Linked DNA regions of Mus musculus: all the other regions are linked to region 1. A link is a contact called in public HiChIP or PLAC-seq data. All regions are on one chromosome and are shown on one strand. Each heading gives the region's core, a stretch centred on a gene start, on an enhancer-like site or on the middle of the called end of the contact. The rest is flanking DNA. Distances are from core to core; before and after follow the strand shown. Region 1 overlaps Supt3 (SPT3, SAGA and STAGA complex component). Region 2 overlaps Clic5 (chloride intracellular channel 5). Region 3 has its middle 100 kb from the start of Runx2os3.

What was found. HiChIP or PLAC-seq counts read pairs in DNA pulled down with a chosen protein or histone mark.
Region 2: a contact with region 1 is called in a CTCF HiChIP or PLAC-seq map of large pre-B cells, with 5 times the contacts expected there. The contact joins two enhancer-like sites. A contact is called at or near these places in 1 of 15 datasets of contacts at CTCF or cohesin (large pre-B cells), 4 of 484 Hi-C or Micro-C datasets (the HPC-7 cell line, adipose-derived mesenchymal stem cells, bone marrow-derived macrophages and 1 more) and 1 of 115 datasets of contacts at active chromatin or transcription factors (large pre-B cells).
Region 3: an H3K4me3 HiChIP or PLAC-seq map of bone marrow-derived macrophages shows a contact between it and region 1, with 4 times the contacts expected there. The contact joins two enhancer-like sites. A contact is called at or near these places in 2 of 115 datasets of contacts at active chromatin or transcription factors (bone marrow-derived macrophages and large pre-B cells).

Annotation. Positions count from the first base shown.
Region 1 is chr17:45,118,278-45,123,318 of GRCm38.p6, reverse strand. It overlaps Supt3 (SPT3, SAGA and STAGA complex component), which reads right to left. Exons shown (of 12, transcript NM_178652.3): 12 at 4,029-4,176. The coding sequence ends at 4,135. Among named protein-coding and RNA genes, the nearest start is that of Gm35097, 26 kb to the left of the region's middle. Within about 2 kb of position 3,033, at least 88 of the 459 cell types and tissues checked have an H3K27ac peak or open chromatin away from gene starts, as enhancers often do. A contact at or near this core is called in the HPC-7 cell line and bone marrow-derived macrophages, where this site is marked.
Region 2 is chr17:44,253,725-44,258,765 of GRCm38.p6, reverse strand. All of the region lies in intron 4 of Clic5 (chloride intracellular channel 5), which reads right to left. Among named protein-coding and RNA genes, the nearest start is that of Clic5, 68 kb to the right of the region's middle. Within about 2 kb of position 2,030, at least 39 of the 459 cell types and tissues checked have an H3K27ac peak or open chromatin away from gene starts, as enhancers often do. A contact at or near this core is called in the HPC-7 cell line, where this site is marked.
Region 3 is chr17:44,457,181-44,462,221 of GRCm38.p6, reverse strand. No RefSeq gene overlaps it. Among named protein-coding and RNA genes, the nearest start is that of Runx2os3, 100 kb to the left of the region's middle. Within about 2 kb of position 2,986, at least 43 of the 459 cell types and tissues checked have an H3K27ac peak or open chromatin away from gene starts, as enhancers often do. A contact at or near this core is called in bone marrow-derived macrophages, where this site is marked.

The DNA of each region.
Region 1 (5,041 bases), core at 1,784-4,283:
TCAACACTAAAGAGGAGTTGGCATTCTCTAAATTACATTGTTATACACTTTGTTTTATATTGCTTACATAGTGCATAGATAAAGACTGTTTTGAGCTTCAGTGAAAATTTCCTGTAATCAAGTATTTCTGGTATGAGAAAGGTTTTTCTCTTCATTGTGTTTCCAGAAGTTTCTAGTATATTCAATACTGCCTAAGAGTGGGATCAAAGCACTGGATACAAATGTCAGTCCCACTTTAGATCACTCTTCACAATGCACTCAACTTGCCAAGTTCCGAGTCTCCTTTCCTGCCTGTGGGTCACACTGTGTGCGCTTCTTGGGGCGTGGCAGCCCTTCAAGGAGGGGCCCAAGAAGCACAGCTCACGGAGGCTTGCTCTGACTGTTGTGCTGCACTGATGAACCCACTGATGGGTAGATATGCATGACTATGCTTTGGCCCTTTCCACTCATCCTTCTATGTCTTTTCCTATTTTTACTTCTCAGTGTCACTGAGAAGAGTGACACTACTCTATTTCCCCGTATCACTGGGATTTGTGACAGCTGGGTGCATAGGAGCAGGAAAAGGCGCATGAACAAGTTCTCCACAGAGCCACAGCAGTTCATATGTTGGCGTTATTGTTCCTGAGTACGAACTGACCATTTTAAATTATGCTTCTGTTACAAAATTTCCAAGACTTAGGACAGCTTGTATGCTTGATATTTTGTTTCATACTTTAAATCCATGCCCCCCCCCCACAAGGTATCACCACCCCACTCAAAACACTTGAGATTCATTTTAAGAGACAGGACCTTTTGATATTTTCGTTTTCCAGGACGACATCACACCGACATCCACCTTCCACAGCATGGCTCTGTTGCCTAAACTTGGCTGGACGCCCTTGGAGAGAGCCTTTCCCTTAGTGAACACAATTCCACGGAAACTGCTGGAGTCCCTGCTCCTTACCACTGATTTTGGATTCCAAACAAGATAGAACATAGCTGGGGACCTGGGTTCCTGGAGGGGCGCCGCTTTGACACACTCTATTCGCTGCCCTTACACTATTTGTGGAAGTGTTTATATACTATGAAATGCTCAGCCAAAGCATACAGGAAACCGTAAAAGATTTTACGGGACGTATACATGGTTGATGGGAGAACTTAAATGTGACCTGGGAAGGTTCTACCTGAGTTGCAGGAGGCAGATGAGAGTGCCCACGCTTCGTGCTGCTTCCCTGTCTCATACAGGTTAGAAGAGCCTGAAAGCAATGCCTAATTTGGGTGTTATATTGAAAAAAAATTCTTAAGTTCAAACTTTACAATTTCTAGACAAATAAACTTGTTTTCTTTCAGACAGAGCTCATATCTCCAGTTATGTTTACTTATCTTCCATGAGGTAAAACATTGAAGTCGGTATGTTTACTATTTTTTTTAGATTTATTTATTTATTTATTATATGTAAGTTCACTGTAGCTGTCTTCAGACACACCAGAAGACGGAGTCAGATCTTGTTACAGATGGTTGCGAGCCACCATGTGGTTGCTGGGATTTGAACTCAGAACCTCTGGAAGAGCAATTGGGTGCTCTTACCCACTGAGCCATCTCACCAGCCCCTGTTTACTACTTTTTAAAAACAAAGACCAGACAGCCTCACAGGAGCTATCTATATACACTGTATATTTAAAAATATTTGCATTTCTGATGTTTTTTAAATAAAAACCTTAATCTGGAACATTATTTTTGAATCTCAACTATTATCATGTGTGAAGGCACTCCCTTTAGACATGACCCCAAAAGGGCATTTCCAGAAAGTCACACTTGTGAGTTTAGGCAGTAGAAGGTTTCTGCTTCCTTTTTCCTTACCTACGGGGCCACATCAATTTTCCAGAAGAGAAGCTATTTACTATCTTTGGGTTTATTTACTTTTAAGTTTGCTAAAGTACAGGGGATTAACAACAACAACAATAAAATCCCACCCAGGAACTGTCTGTGTATTGCTACCTGATTGAGAGTTGGGCCTTATGTGTAGAAAGTGTGTCATTTACTGGCACAGCCCTTCAAAGATTTCACTATTATGATTCCACATTTATACTTTAGCTGTGTGTATAATCAGTATCTTTAAGAAATAAGTTTATGCTATTGTACAGAATAAATATGAGAGCCCTGTTGTGTCTGGCTGACAGTCTCATAAGTCCAGGGTGGTAAAGTATGTGTTAAGGCTTCGGGAATCACAGACGGTGACCCAGGACAGTCATTTGCTTGTCTAGGCCAGGCTCGTTTGCATCTAAGTATGTGACAATTCCCAATGGCCCTCACAGCTGCCTTCTCTACTGTGATAATAGGTGACACTTTAATCTGAGGGTATAGTTTATGGAAGTATCATTTGTGAGATTTTTCTTCTAAATTTTATCTATATCACTGTCTATAAAATTTTGTCGTACTTCTAATTTAGTCTTGTTCAATGGGCTAGGGGAAGAGCCCACGTGTAGGAAAGAGAAAAAAATTAAAACTATTAATATTGAGCGACTATGGGCACATCTCGGCTCGCTCAGGAAAGACACAAAAGACCTTGTTTCATTTTACCTTCAGCTTTCTGGACGATGATGAAAAGTGAAAGTGATTATGTGAGCTCCCTGGGCAAAAGCAGATTTTATAAATAATTACCTGTCAGACAGTTCAAGATAGACAAACATACAGCAGACCAACACAAACACAGAGCTGTCGTGTTCCTGAGAGAAATGTGCGCTGAGTCTTCCCTTCCCGGGACTATGAGGAGATTAGGTAGAAGAAAACGAAGGGGAAAAAGAAAACCTTGCATTTTTTACCTGGTGCAGTTTTCAAATATATAATGCGGGGCAGAGAAGGGTTTTCAATGGGAGATCTCAGCCCCTGAAACTTTGAGATCTTCTGGCAGATGGAAACCAAATACAATAAGCTTGCCATTTCCAGCATAAGGATGCTTACTGCAGGGCTATAATTTCCCATGATTAGGGACGCCAAGGGCAATGAGAGTGACGATGAAAAGAAAAAGCATAATCATACTTTTCAATAAGCGCGGGTGGAACGTCAGAACCCCTCGGCAATTTTTGATATTAAATATCTGCATTTTTTTTTATAACATGTACATTCTTCTTCCTGAAAACGGTTGTTACACATCAGGTAAACCACAGCGGGGAACGGCACGGCACATCAGGGCACAGCACACTGAGGCTCAGAACGGTTTGTTCGCACAGGAAACTTCTGCTCTTGCTTCTCTCTCTTACCCGGAACACTTACAGAACGAAAGACATAACTTCCTCCTGCTCGATTCATATTAATCAGGAGCTATGCCGGGGCATCTGCTATATTTTGGTTTGTTCCCAAGAGTTACACTTCCTCGTTTACTAGAGAAAGTACGGATGGCAGAGGGGTAGCTTGGCAGCTCCCAGCAAGCAGTGCTGGATCCCCATCAGGGGTAGAATCTGCAGGGTTAGGATCCTCGTGCTCCCGATTTTAAACTGTGCTATGAAAGGGCATGGAAAGTGTGTGTGTGTGTGTGTGTGTGTGTGTGCACGCGCGTGCGCATAAAGATGGTCTCTTCAGTGACTGAGGTGATGGGGGAGGAGGGAACAGGTGGCTTGTCTCACCAGCAGAATCTCTGATGGGTGTATGTTTATAAAGTAACTATGTTTCTAAAATGCACACAGAGACAATCAACAGTGTTGGAAAGCACAGTTGGTGGGTCAGTGGGAAGGGTACACTGACTCATCTAAATTTTGTCTCTTTTGTCCCAAATCTGAATCATAAAAATGCATCATATAAAAGGCAGACTAAACACTGGAGGGGGAAAAAAACGCACAACACCGCTTTTAAGACTTAGGAGCTGAGGGCAGCAAATCTGTGCCAAATTCAAACTCCAAAATTGTGTGATGTGCATTTCTGTCCACCTACACACCATCCCCAACATCCTGCCATTAATTAGGCAATGGCCCATTCAGTAAACAAGGCTGAGGAGGATGGGGAAGAGCTGTAGTCAGACGGTTGAAGAGTCAGAAACAAAGCAGGCCACTCCCTAGGGCAGGAGAACATAAAATCCTATTTTATTTTCCGGCAGGACAGGCAAGAATGACCTCGGTGAACCACTCCCTCTTCGTGGCGGCAGGCACGGCCATGGTCCCCTCAGCAGGCCAGGAAAGCCATCCCACTCCTTCGGTAGGCACTCTGTCAAAGACAAAGAAATCTGCAATGAATTATCGCATCAAGTCGAACAAGGAGAGGAGGCAGAGGCTTTCTTCCTGTTTTGTAGACTGCTGGCTACGAGCTAATAGGACACTGAATATGAATATTTCTGGTGGCACAGCTATAGCGACCATTCTGTCTATTAAAGTCAATGTGGTTAACAAGTGGTTAGGGAGTCTATTTTGGGGAAGTGGGTGATATGCAAAATAAGGCATCCCATTTTGTCCTGTTAATGGATTGGGGTTGGTTGAGCCAAGGAAGAGATGTGCTGGGTCTGTTTGTCTTTTGGAAACATGTGTTCTCTATTCAACATGCTCCGCAGTCTGTTCTAACTAAGCATTGTAATAGTCTATAAATTACTGACTCATTACTGTCTTCCCAGGCATAATTTATAGTCTGGAGTGGAAGGCTGTGGGGACAGACACTAAGGGAGGCCTTTTTTCCTCTGCAGCATGGCAGTCTCAGAGACTCACTGCACAGGACTGGAGGTATGGACAACTCCCATCTGTAGATGTACTTGGAGGCAGCCATATGGGTGATCATGGCAGGATAAATTGTGGCTTTCAAAACTGGACACTGGTTGCAGTAACACAATGCATTCCAGGTAAAGAAAGTGACACCTCACCTTTCATCTCCTGCTAAGGAGTCTGCATTTTGGAGAGGGAAGACCTGGCCAATGGTGGCCTTTCCTGACTGTGTGGAGTCTTACTTTGTGGCAAAGAGGATCATAGCTAAAAGCCAGACTGAAAACGAAAGCCCCTCCCGGGCATGCTGCACACCACTGACCTGGCAACAGTCACACTCACACTTTTAATTCATACTTTCAATTTTTTATGCATATTTAGAA
Region 2 (5,041 bases), core at 781-3,280, 860 kb after region 1:
CCACTTTTCAACAGGACTGGCAGGACATAAACATAGAGACAGCAGTAGCAGACACGCTAAAGTGGGCAACAGGAAGCCCACGGGGTCTCAACCCTGCAGCAGCAGGAACTACAGTCAACTAAAGGATGCAAAAATAATTAAATTAATTAAATTGAACTTTAAAAAAGTAAGAGAAATCGCCTTCCCGGGAAGATCTCATCCAATGTGTTGTGTCACCCTGAAATAAGTGAATGGAAGAATTTTTTCTGTTTAATTGAGATCTACTTAATACAATGTGTAAGGAGGTGTGTGAGGACTTTGCTAGTGTGCGTGTGCGTGTGCGTGTGTGTGTAGAAAGAGGGGAGGGGGTTAAGAAACTTGTTTGTAGACTGCACAAATTTAAGAGATCTGTCACCCACGGTGAGGCAACACTAGCCACAGGTAAAGGAACATACAAGTTTTGTGCAAATCATTCATCTAACGATCCTTTATTCCCTAGGTGTTGATCTGAGGCCAGACTAGGCCAGCAGAACTCTTTCTGGTCAGACAGCAGGAAATTCCTCCACACGAATGGCGTTGGTGGTCTGCACTCTACCCTAGTCCAGGAGCCCACACAGCAAAATCTCACTAATGAATGAGCCCACCCACGCAGGACCCACCACTCCTCCCCCCTCCTCCCACCAGAGCCAGCCCCATTCAACACCCTCACACCACCGCCGACCACCTTCCTCACTACTACCCAAGGATTCATTTTGCTTCTGGAACAAACTTTGTTAAAATTAAAATCACAGAAGCCTCCTCAATAAGGAACCAAACCAAAGACTCTCTGGGGGGAACCTCTGGGCAGCTCCTGGGAGGTGCCACAGGAAGTCACGCCCCTCTCGCTCTCAGCCTCCAAGACCCTCGTGGAAGAAAAGACTAAGGGCCTGGGGCCTGCCAAATCTTGGAGGTGGGTCCCACAACGCTTGGGTTGTTTGTTTTTACTTGCAAGAATGCTAATCAAAGCACACCGTTAACCTAACCAACCAACAAAATATCGGGATCTGGCAAGTGGCGGGCAGGGGATCCAGGGCCAGGCAGCCCGGAGAGTTCCTCTGTGGCCGACCTGCTTATTTTGGAAGGAGAACCTTGGAGGGTCTGGCCACCCAGGAACCCAAAGATAACCACATGATGGCAGCCCGCCTCACCTCCACTCAGGGCTTCTTTCAGCCTGAAGTCTGTTGTTCCAAGTTGGTACCAAGTCTTGATCTCTAGCGGTAGCAGCAAGTAGTCCCAACGGAATGAACATGAAGCCTCCAGACACAACCCTGCCTGACCCCTGCAGGGCCTCTGCGCCCACATTCCCCACAATTCCTGCTATCTTGAAGTCCGTTCCTTTATCTTTTCTCCAGACCCTGGAGGTTAGGGGGTTGAGTAAGTAGAGGCTGGGCACAGGCCTAGAAAAGCCAGGCTATCACACTGGGGCCAGGGTATGAGAGGACGCTGGGAAGAAGGGAAGATTTAAGTGTCTTGTTTTTGGTGTCCTGAACACACACATACTATTTTTACTGTGGCTTGCCACATTCTGGGAATGGGGGGAGGGGGGTCAGGAGTTAAGCTGGCTTCTGTCCCCAACAGCAGTGTGCATTCATGACACTCTGGGGCAGGTGCGGGCTTTGATATAGGGACTCGTTAGTTCTAAACTAATGGCCCTCCCAAGCTGCTCAAAACCTTTCCAATATTTCTCTGTTTTAGGCCAAAGAAGTTTGTAAAGGTTCAGAGTAGTGGGAGAGAAAGCAAGAGACAGACTGGGTGCAGCTTGTCAGGGTCTGTCAGGCCTGGTAGGCATATCCTTCCCTAAATATGGAAGGTAGCTGGGAGACATGGTTTGTTTTGGAACTCCCAAGTCAAGACTTTCAAGTCTTCGGAAGTTCGCAGATCCTCCAGCTTTCCCGGGACTGGTTTCTCTTCCTACCAGCAGAGGGCAGCACACGCCTCTCTATCAGTGGGAAAGGCCAGCAGCAGAGGGCAGCCACAGAAACCGCAGCCACAGCTGCCTTAGTTAGGTGCTGTTGGTGTGCAAGCAAGTGTTTGACTGATGCAACAATGCTACAGGGGAAGGTATTGTTTCAATCTCCTCACCGCAGACTGGAGTCCAGAGACTACATGAGAGAGAAATGGCAACATTCCAGAGTGAGCCCACTGCTCACTGCCCAGTATGCTGTCCTAAGCTAACGTTGATCTTTATTTTTTTATTTTTTGGATAGATAATTGAAGGGCAGGGAGGGGGAGTGAAAAGAAAAAAATATTTTGTAACATAGCAAAAGGGCGTGAAGTTAGTATTTCAGGATCCACAGATAACGTTTTGTTGAACACAGCCACATACACTTGTTCGTGGATTGTCCGGAGTGCTCAGAGATCCCAAGGACCTTGCTGAGTCTAATTAAGTGACAGTTCATACAGTTTGCCCAATCCACACTTTTTCCTATCTGACCCCTCACAGAAAGATCGAATTAGTCCTATCCTAAGACTAGAGTGCCTGCAACCCCCACAGACACGTAGAGCCAGAAAATGTCATGACATGGGCCTGGGGCTGCAGCAAAGCTTCATGGGCCTTCCAGAGAAGAAATAGGCTTGGGGTGCAGAGAGAATGGGAGTCAATACATGTTGAGGGTGCAGCCCAAAGTCAGGCCAGAGCCAGGGCTTGCACGGAGAGAGAATACAAAAAGTGTCAGCTAGCCTGGCCTGGACTCACCGGGAGGGAAGGCAAAGCACAGAAGGGGGAGCTAAAGAAATCAGAGACAGCAGCCCCTTGCTCAGCGCTCAGCATCTGGGGTTCAAGTCACGAATGTTTGTTATTCTTAGGGGAGCTTGGTTTGTTTTTATCTGCAGGGGGAACCAGGTTACACTGGCCGGGAGCCTTATTTTTGCTTTGTCTACTTGGAAGTTCTGAACCATGCTGGTAGCCCGTCATGCCTGTCAGGCAGGCAGTTCTGGGTGGTGCTAGTCCTGGCTTATATCTCACACACACACACACACACACACACACACACACACACACACACCATTTAATACACCTCTCCTGTTAATTTTTTTCTCACTTTCTTCCAGTGAATGGTGCTTTACTTCGAGGAGCAAAGAGACTTTCTAGAACAAATGGAGAATCCATTTTAAATAGAAAAGTTCCCCAAGACAGAAAGACATGGGAGAAGAAATAAGAGAGAAGTGGAACCCAGAACAGAGATGAGAAGGGGGAATTCAAATAGGGGAAAACCACACTCAGCTCAGAGATGTATGGTCAGAGTATAAACCAATGGAGTAAAACCCTCAAACTGTAGATGATTTACAGAGTCCACACTCGGAGGCTACAACTGAGGGTTTCAGCCCCTTCTCAGGAAATGAGAGCCCTCCCCACACCCCCAGAAGTGGGATCTTCAGAGTTCCCCACTCTCCCATCTCTGTGGCATGTCCACCGAAACTGGGGACCGAAGACGGTGACGGTCAACCAAGGGGAACAGAGCACCAGATCTTGGTCTCAGTCTAATGCATACGAATGCCTGTTCCTTGCCAGCTAGAAAGAAAACACAGGAGAATCCGACCCTCTTCCCCAAAATGGGGATGGTAATTCTGGGCAGGAATGTTAACTGTAGCTGAGGGAAACACGATAGGGTTGGAAGGAATAAAAAGGGACTCGCAAATGAGTTAATAAGAATAGAGAATTAACCATGTGTGTTCCATCCCTCACTAATTTCCTGGAATGCACCATATGGTACAAGACATGAAATGTGTCCTGGGAACCGATAGGTTTGAAGGGCAAGGAAAAGAGAGGTTGTGAGGAGCAGGAAAAGCCGGCGACCACACCTAAATTACAGTGAGTAGCTAAACGGAATCTGAGAGAGCCAAATGATTTGGCAGAGAGTCCAGGCTCCGTTCTGATGGCGGGTGGGAAGCTGAGTGCTCAGGAGAAGCCTGCATCGTCCTGGGAGATGGCAGGGAGCAGCGTAGATATTGGCTGAAGTACAGTGTAAAAGAAACCCCTCCAGGGAAGAGGGGAACCCATGGAGAAGAATTGAGGTCCCAGCAGAACACATGCCATGCCCTTGCAGTGGGAACAGGCAGGGCTGCTTGGACTACTAAGCCTCTGCCCATCAAGGCTCATCTGGAGCTCCCTGTGCCCTGGTTGCATCTCCTAGGAGGGAGCAGAGGTGGAAGGAAAGAGCAGTTCACAGCAGCATCTAAGACAGAAATGACAGGAGGGAGGGAGGGAAGCTGGACTCCGCCACATGGCCAGACGCCGTGCATGGGAGCAGTATTCAGGGTGACAGCAGACATCTCTGCCTACCAGGGACTTCTGGGATGGCACAGGATGTGCCAAAGAGAGAACGGGAGCTTGTATTCCACTACAGGATTCTGGAGACCCCAGTGCTAACCAAGTGGAAGTGTAGAGGATCCCTGCAGCCCCCCCCCACATCTAATGGACCACTCTTCCTCATCTGAGAGGTGTCCTTCCCTGGAATCATGAACCCTCTCTCTAGGTTTCTGATTCTATTCAGTTACATCTCAACATCTCCCCTACAAAACAGGAAAATCCTGATTCTTCACTCAGCAGGGGTCTCCCTGAGAAAGCAGTGACATCCTTGAGAAACACAGTTAAAGGAGACACAGAATTCCAGAATTGCTCAGCAAGCAAGACCCATGGTCTTGGGCACTACAAGGTTTCCCACAGATACCCCTGGGCTTTTCTCTTTAAGCTTTCTGCCTGCCCATAACCTCTCCCTCCCTCTCCCTCCCTCTCCCTCCCTCCCTCTCCCTCCCTCTCCCTCCCTCTCCCTCCCTCTCCCTCCCTCCCTCTCCCTCCCTCTCCCTCCCTCTCCCTCCCTCTCCCTCCCTCCCTCTCCCTCCCTCCCTCTCCCTCCCTCTCCCTCCCTCTCCCTCCCTCCCTCTCCCTCCCTCTCCCTCCCTCTCCCTCCCTCTCCCTCCCTCCCTCTCCCTCCCTCTCCCTCCCTCCCTCTCCCTCCCTCCCTCTCCCTCCCTCTCCCTCCTTGTAGGCTGGTGCTTCTGAAACACACACACACACACACAC
Region 3 (5,041 bases), core at 1,737-4,236, 660 kb after region 1:
CTGGGCAGTGGCTAAGCCTGGCACGAAACAGTGGGAAGAATGACCATCCCAACCCAACAGTGGTCAGTTCAGTGAAAGGCTGGCACAGGGCACTCTGGGATACACTGGAAGATGACCTCACCTGTTTATCCAAAGCGTTCTACCAGGAAGGGACACTTTAAACAGAAGAGAGGGAGAAGGTATATTATAAGATGAGACTCTCGAGGAGAGGAGAAGGATCATAGCATGTAAAAATCCTGTGACAGGAAAAAAGGCCTGAAGAATAGTAAATAAGCTGGGCTAGGAAGATAGGGCAGAATGGGAAAGTAGACAGTATAAGCACAGCATATGCAGGTTCAGGCTTTTATTCTAAGTTGTGAAGGTTTTCTCGTTCTGTCTCTGTCTCTGTCTCTGTCTCTGTCTCTGTGTCTCTCTGTCTCTGTCTCTCTCTGTCTCCATCTCTGTCTTTGTCTCTCTGTATGTATGCATATCTTTGCTTGGGAACACATGTGTGTAGACCTGAAACTAATGTCAGAAATCATCCTTGATAGTTCTTTTACTACTGTCTTTGGAGCCATAGTGTCTCCAGTAAAACCCAGAGCTCTAACATGGCTAGTCTCAATAGCCAACTTGCTCCTGGGATCTCCCTTCTCGGCCTTCAGAGACTCGGGGTTACAAGCAGGTCACTGCACTCAGTTGGTAGGTATGCGGGCTCCGGAATCCAAACTCTCTTTAGCGCTGACACTTACTCAGTAACTCTGGCTGGCTGGGGAGAACAGTCTGTACATGGGACCCACTGGGAAGTCTTCACAGCATAGGGTGGTCAGATTGCTACATAGTAACAATAGAAGCACAGAACGAAACTCTCTCTTGAGTATAGCCGTCATCCATATGTCTTCTTCAAAGTCCCGAGAGCCAGGCATGGCCATGTAAGCCTGAAACCCTAGAGCTTGGCAGGTTAAGCCAGGAGAATGGCCATGAATTTGAGGCCATATATATATACATACATATATGTGTATGTGTGTGTGTGTGTGTGTGTGTGTGTGTGTGTGTGTGTGTGTGTAGTGAGTTTGAGGCCAGCCTGGACTGCCTAACAAGACTCTCAAAACAAAACAAAACAAAACAAAACAAAACAAAACAAAACAAATAATCTGTGGATGGTAGTCCATCTCTGTAACCCTAGCATGTGGGAGGCAGAGAAAGGAGGACCAGGAGGAGTTCAAGGTCACCTTCAACTACTTAGCAAATTGGAGGGGAGCCTGGCCTATATAAGAACCTGTCTCAAACACAAAACAACAAGGAAAGGAAAGGAGAGGAGAGGAGAGGAGAGGAGAGGAGAGGAGAGGAGAGGAGAGGAGAGGAGAGGAGAGGAGAGGAGAGGAGAGGAGAGAAGAGAAGAGAAGAGAAGAGAAGAGAAGAGAAGAGAAGAGAAGAGAAGAGAAGAGAAGAGAAGAGAAGAGAAGAGAAGAGAAGAGAAGAGAAAAAGATGTAGAGAAAGGAAGGAAAGAGAAAGAGAGAGAGAGAGAGAGAGAGAAAGGAAGGAAGGAAGGAAGGAAGGAAGGAAGGAAGGAAGGAAGGAGAGAGGAATCCAAATCAACAAGAAGAAAACAAAGCACTCGCCCTCCCCCTAACAAACAAGACTTGGATAACTGTATAACATCTCCTCCATTGAAATGGACAAGCTTCTCCTTGGTACCCTGGGTGGCTTGGAGGATGACATGCGATAGTCATTATTTGAAGTTTTATTTCAGCCCCTTCTTCGGCAAGCAACAAAATGACTATTTGCAGATCATCGTTCACTGAAAGGTCTCTGGTGAGATGTGTTCCCTTGAATCAGGTTTCTATTGCACAAGAGCCCTTCCGGGAGAGTGTAAAAGGCAATGATGGTGTGAGATAGGAGAAACCTTGACCTTTACCGCAAGGTTTAGCCCACTGACTGACAATAAGAATTGAAAATCTCAAAGAGCCTGAGCTGAGTGAATCGTGGCAAGCAACTGTAGGGAGAGGAGATGAGATGAGACTCTTGTTTTGCATCAACACATGTCCAAGGTTAAATTTGAAGTAGCACATGCCCAAGGTTAATGAGCCTATATGTTAAAACAAACAAACAAACAAACAAAAAGTCAAAATCTTGAGAAGAGAAAATAATTGCTGAGTCTGGTGAGACCTGTTTGGGTATTGTAGGTCGAGTGGCATCAGTCGTGGCTACGTGTACTTGACTGTGGATCCTTGTTCCTCTGGCTGTTGTTAACTGGTTGTCTAGTGGGCTGCAATGTACTGCTACTGGGAATATCTGACAGTGTCACAGTCTGGCTTCTTGTCTCCATTTCTTCCACAGGAGAATGGAAATGTTCTGAGTTCTTTAAGTGGCAGAATCCTGTAGGGTTCTGCACATACTTCTACCATTCCATTCACGAAAATCTAATCTTGTTTTTTTTTTAAATGGTTGGCCTAGAAGAATTCATTTTATGCAATTGCAGAGGACAAAAATATGATTCAGAAATAGTAATAATAGTAATAATAATAATAATCAGATGATGAGGGGCTGGGGAGATGGCTCAGTCATCTTGTTTTGAGAAGCATAAAAGCCCAAGTTCAGTACCTAGAATCTTCTAGATTGTCCTCTGGCCACCACACACATGCACGATATGCACTTGCACGTATATACAGGCATACACATGTATATACACACACAGAGACACACACACATACAGAGAAAGAGGGGACTACAATGAATGTGTGAAGTTGGGAAAATTCATAGCCAAGCTCTACTGAGTCTCGTTTGGGTTCTGGTGTTGAACATAATATCCAGGAGGGGGATGCTGTACTATTCCCCCTTACCATATGCCCCTCAGGTCAAATATTCACATTAAGGTTCCCTTGTCCTTGGAAACTATGCACTTGTCAGAGACACAATCACATAGCAAATTCACCGGGAAATTGTGAGCCATGACTCATGGTTTTGTTTGTTCTGCAATTGTGAAATTTTCAAAAATATTTTATTAAGATTGAAACCGAAACTTCACGGGGAGCCCTGAAAGCTTCATAGCAGACTGTTCTCCTGAGCTACCCTGCAACTCTAGTCATGAGATGATGCCTTGGCCATGGAGTTACCCTGCTGTGACTCTGATGTGCCAAGGGAACAGAAAATTGCTAGCCAGAATCCTGCTGAGCCTTGTAGGCACCCGACTATAGGCATCCATTAGTCTAACTGTAGCTTGTCCATAAAGGAAGACTCTTCTCCCAGATCCTTTTTAAATACTGCCCCACATCCAGAATCTAGCTCTCATAGCCGGGTCTGCATCCATGCCATGCCAAGCATCCAAGCCTTTCCCAGCCAGGCACCATGCTCTTGTTGCAAATTGTATTTTCATAGGAACTTTGATTCTGAAAATGTAGTTGGCCCAAATGCTGCCCCGCTCTACCTTCCAGGAAGGAGAGGATGACTTCGTGTGACCTTTGCTCACTAGTGTCTCAGCCCTGCGACCTGAGAACCATTTGATGGAGCTATAAGCATCCAGAGATGTGCCTATGGATCCCCAAATGGACCTAGGAGATCTCTGTCCTCTAGCTAGGTTAAATCCAGGAGCCATCTGCCACAGCCTGAGGCCATTTGGAGAGGCTCTGGAACCCAACTCTATTACCTATCCACTGCTCCTTTAACTTTTCTGTGTCTTAAGATCTTTCTTTAATGTCCTTCATTCTCTTTGTTTCTTACACTCTTTCTGCCTCCTCTTCCTAAGGGTTTTCTGAGCCTTTAGATTTGACGAAGACATCCATTTAGGGCTGAGTGTTCAAAGGTCTCTGCATAATGTCTGGTTGTGGGTCTCTGTATTTTTTCCCATCTGCTGCAGGAGGATGCAGGCTGCATGGTGAAGACGGTTGAACAATGCACTGATCTATGGGTCAATGGAATGCCATTAAAATTATTTTATTGTTATGATTTTTGTCTAGAACAGTAGTAATTAATTTTACTCTAGGTCCATAGGCTGTCTAGTCTCTGGTACTTGGTCACCCAAGCAGTGTCACATATGGGTTCCATCTCATGGGGTGGGCCTTAAGTCAAATAAGTTATTGGTTGGCAACTCCTATAAGCTTTGTGCCACCATTGTCCTGGCTTTCTTGCAGGCAGAACAGCATTGTAGATCAAAGCATTTGTGGTTGAGTTGGTGTTTACGTTTCTATTTGGTAGCTTGCAGAATAGCGTTCTGTACCAAAGACACTAGACTGTAGGTGTGATGTTAGCCTGATTTCTTATATCACTCATGCACCAAGAATGTCACCACCCACAGTGGGCTGGGCTCCCGCACATCAATCATTAATTGGGAGAATAATCTATGGACGTGCATGTGTGGAGATCTAGGTAGAAGAATGTTCTGAATTGAAGTTCTTTCCAGATAACTCTAGTTTGTATCAAGTTGACAAAAACCTACCCAGGACACCTTGATACCACAAAAGTCAGAAGGAACTGTAGCACAATTTCATTGGCAAGACCATGATGTCAGGTGACACCTCCTGAGTGCCTATCATACTAGGGGCCACAACACTTAGTACTTTTACCCAGCTTAGGCCAATGAAATTCCAATGAATTTCTAAAAGTAGCATGATGGTCCATGTTGATTTTCAAACTGACAGCATTAAAAATCACCAAGGAAATGCAGGCATATCTGTGAGAGGCTTTCCAGATTGGGAAATTGGGATGGGAAGATCCACTGGGCATATGAGTGGCACCATTTGTTGGAAGGTCTGGGGCCCCAAGCTGAATAAAAAGGAGACGTGAGCTGAGTATCAGCGTTCAGTTCTTTCTGCTGATGTTTCACACACTCAAATGTAACATTAGAATGTAACATAACGACACTATGTTACAGGTGCCTCAAGCTCTGGTTGCCATGACTCCCCCACCCCACCCCTGCCATGATGGACTGTGTTCCCTTGAACTGGGAAGCCAAATCAAATCTTCCCTTAAGTTGCTTTGGTAAGGTTTGGTTTTTTTTGTTTTTTTGTTTTTGTTTTTGTTTTTGTTTTTGCCACAGCAATAAGAAGAGTGCCTAATACCACTCAT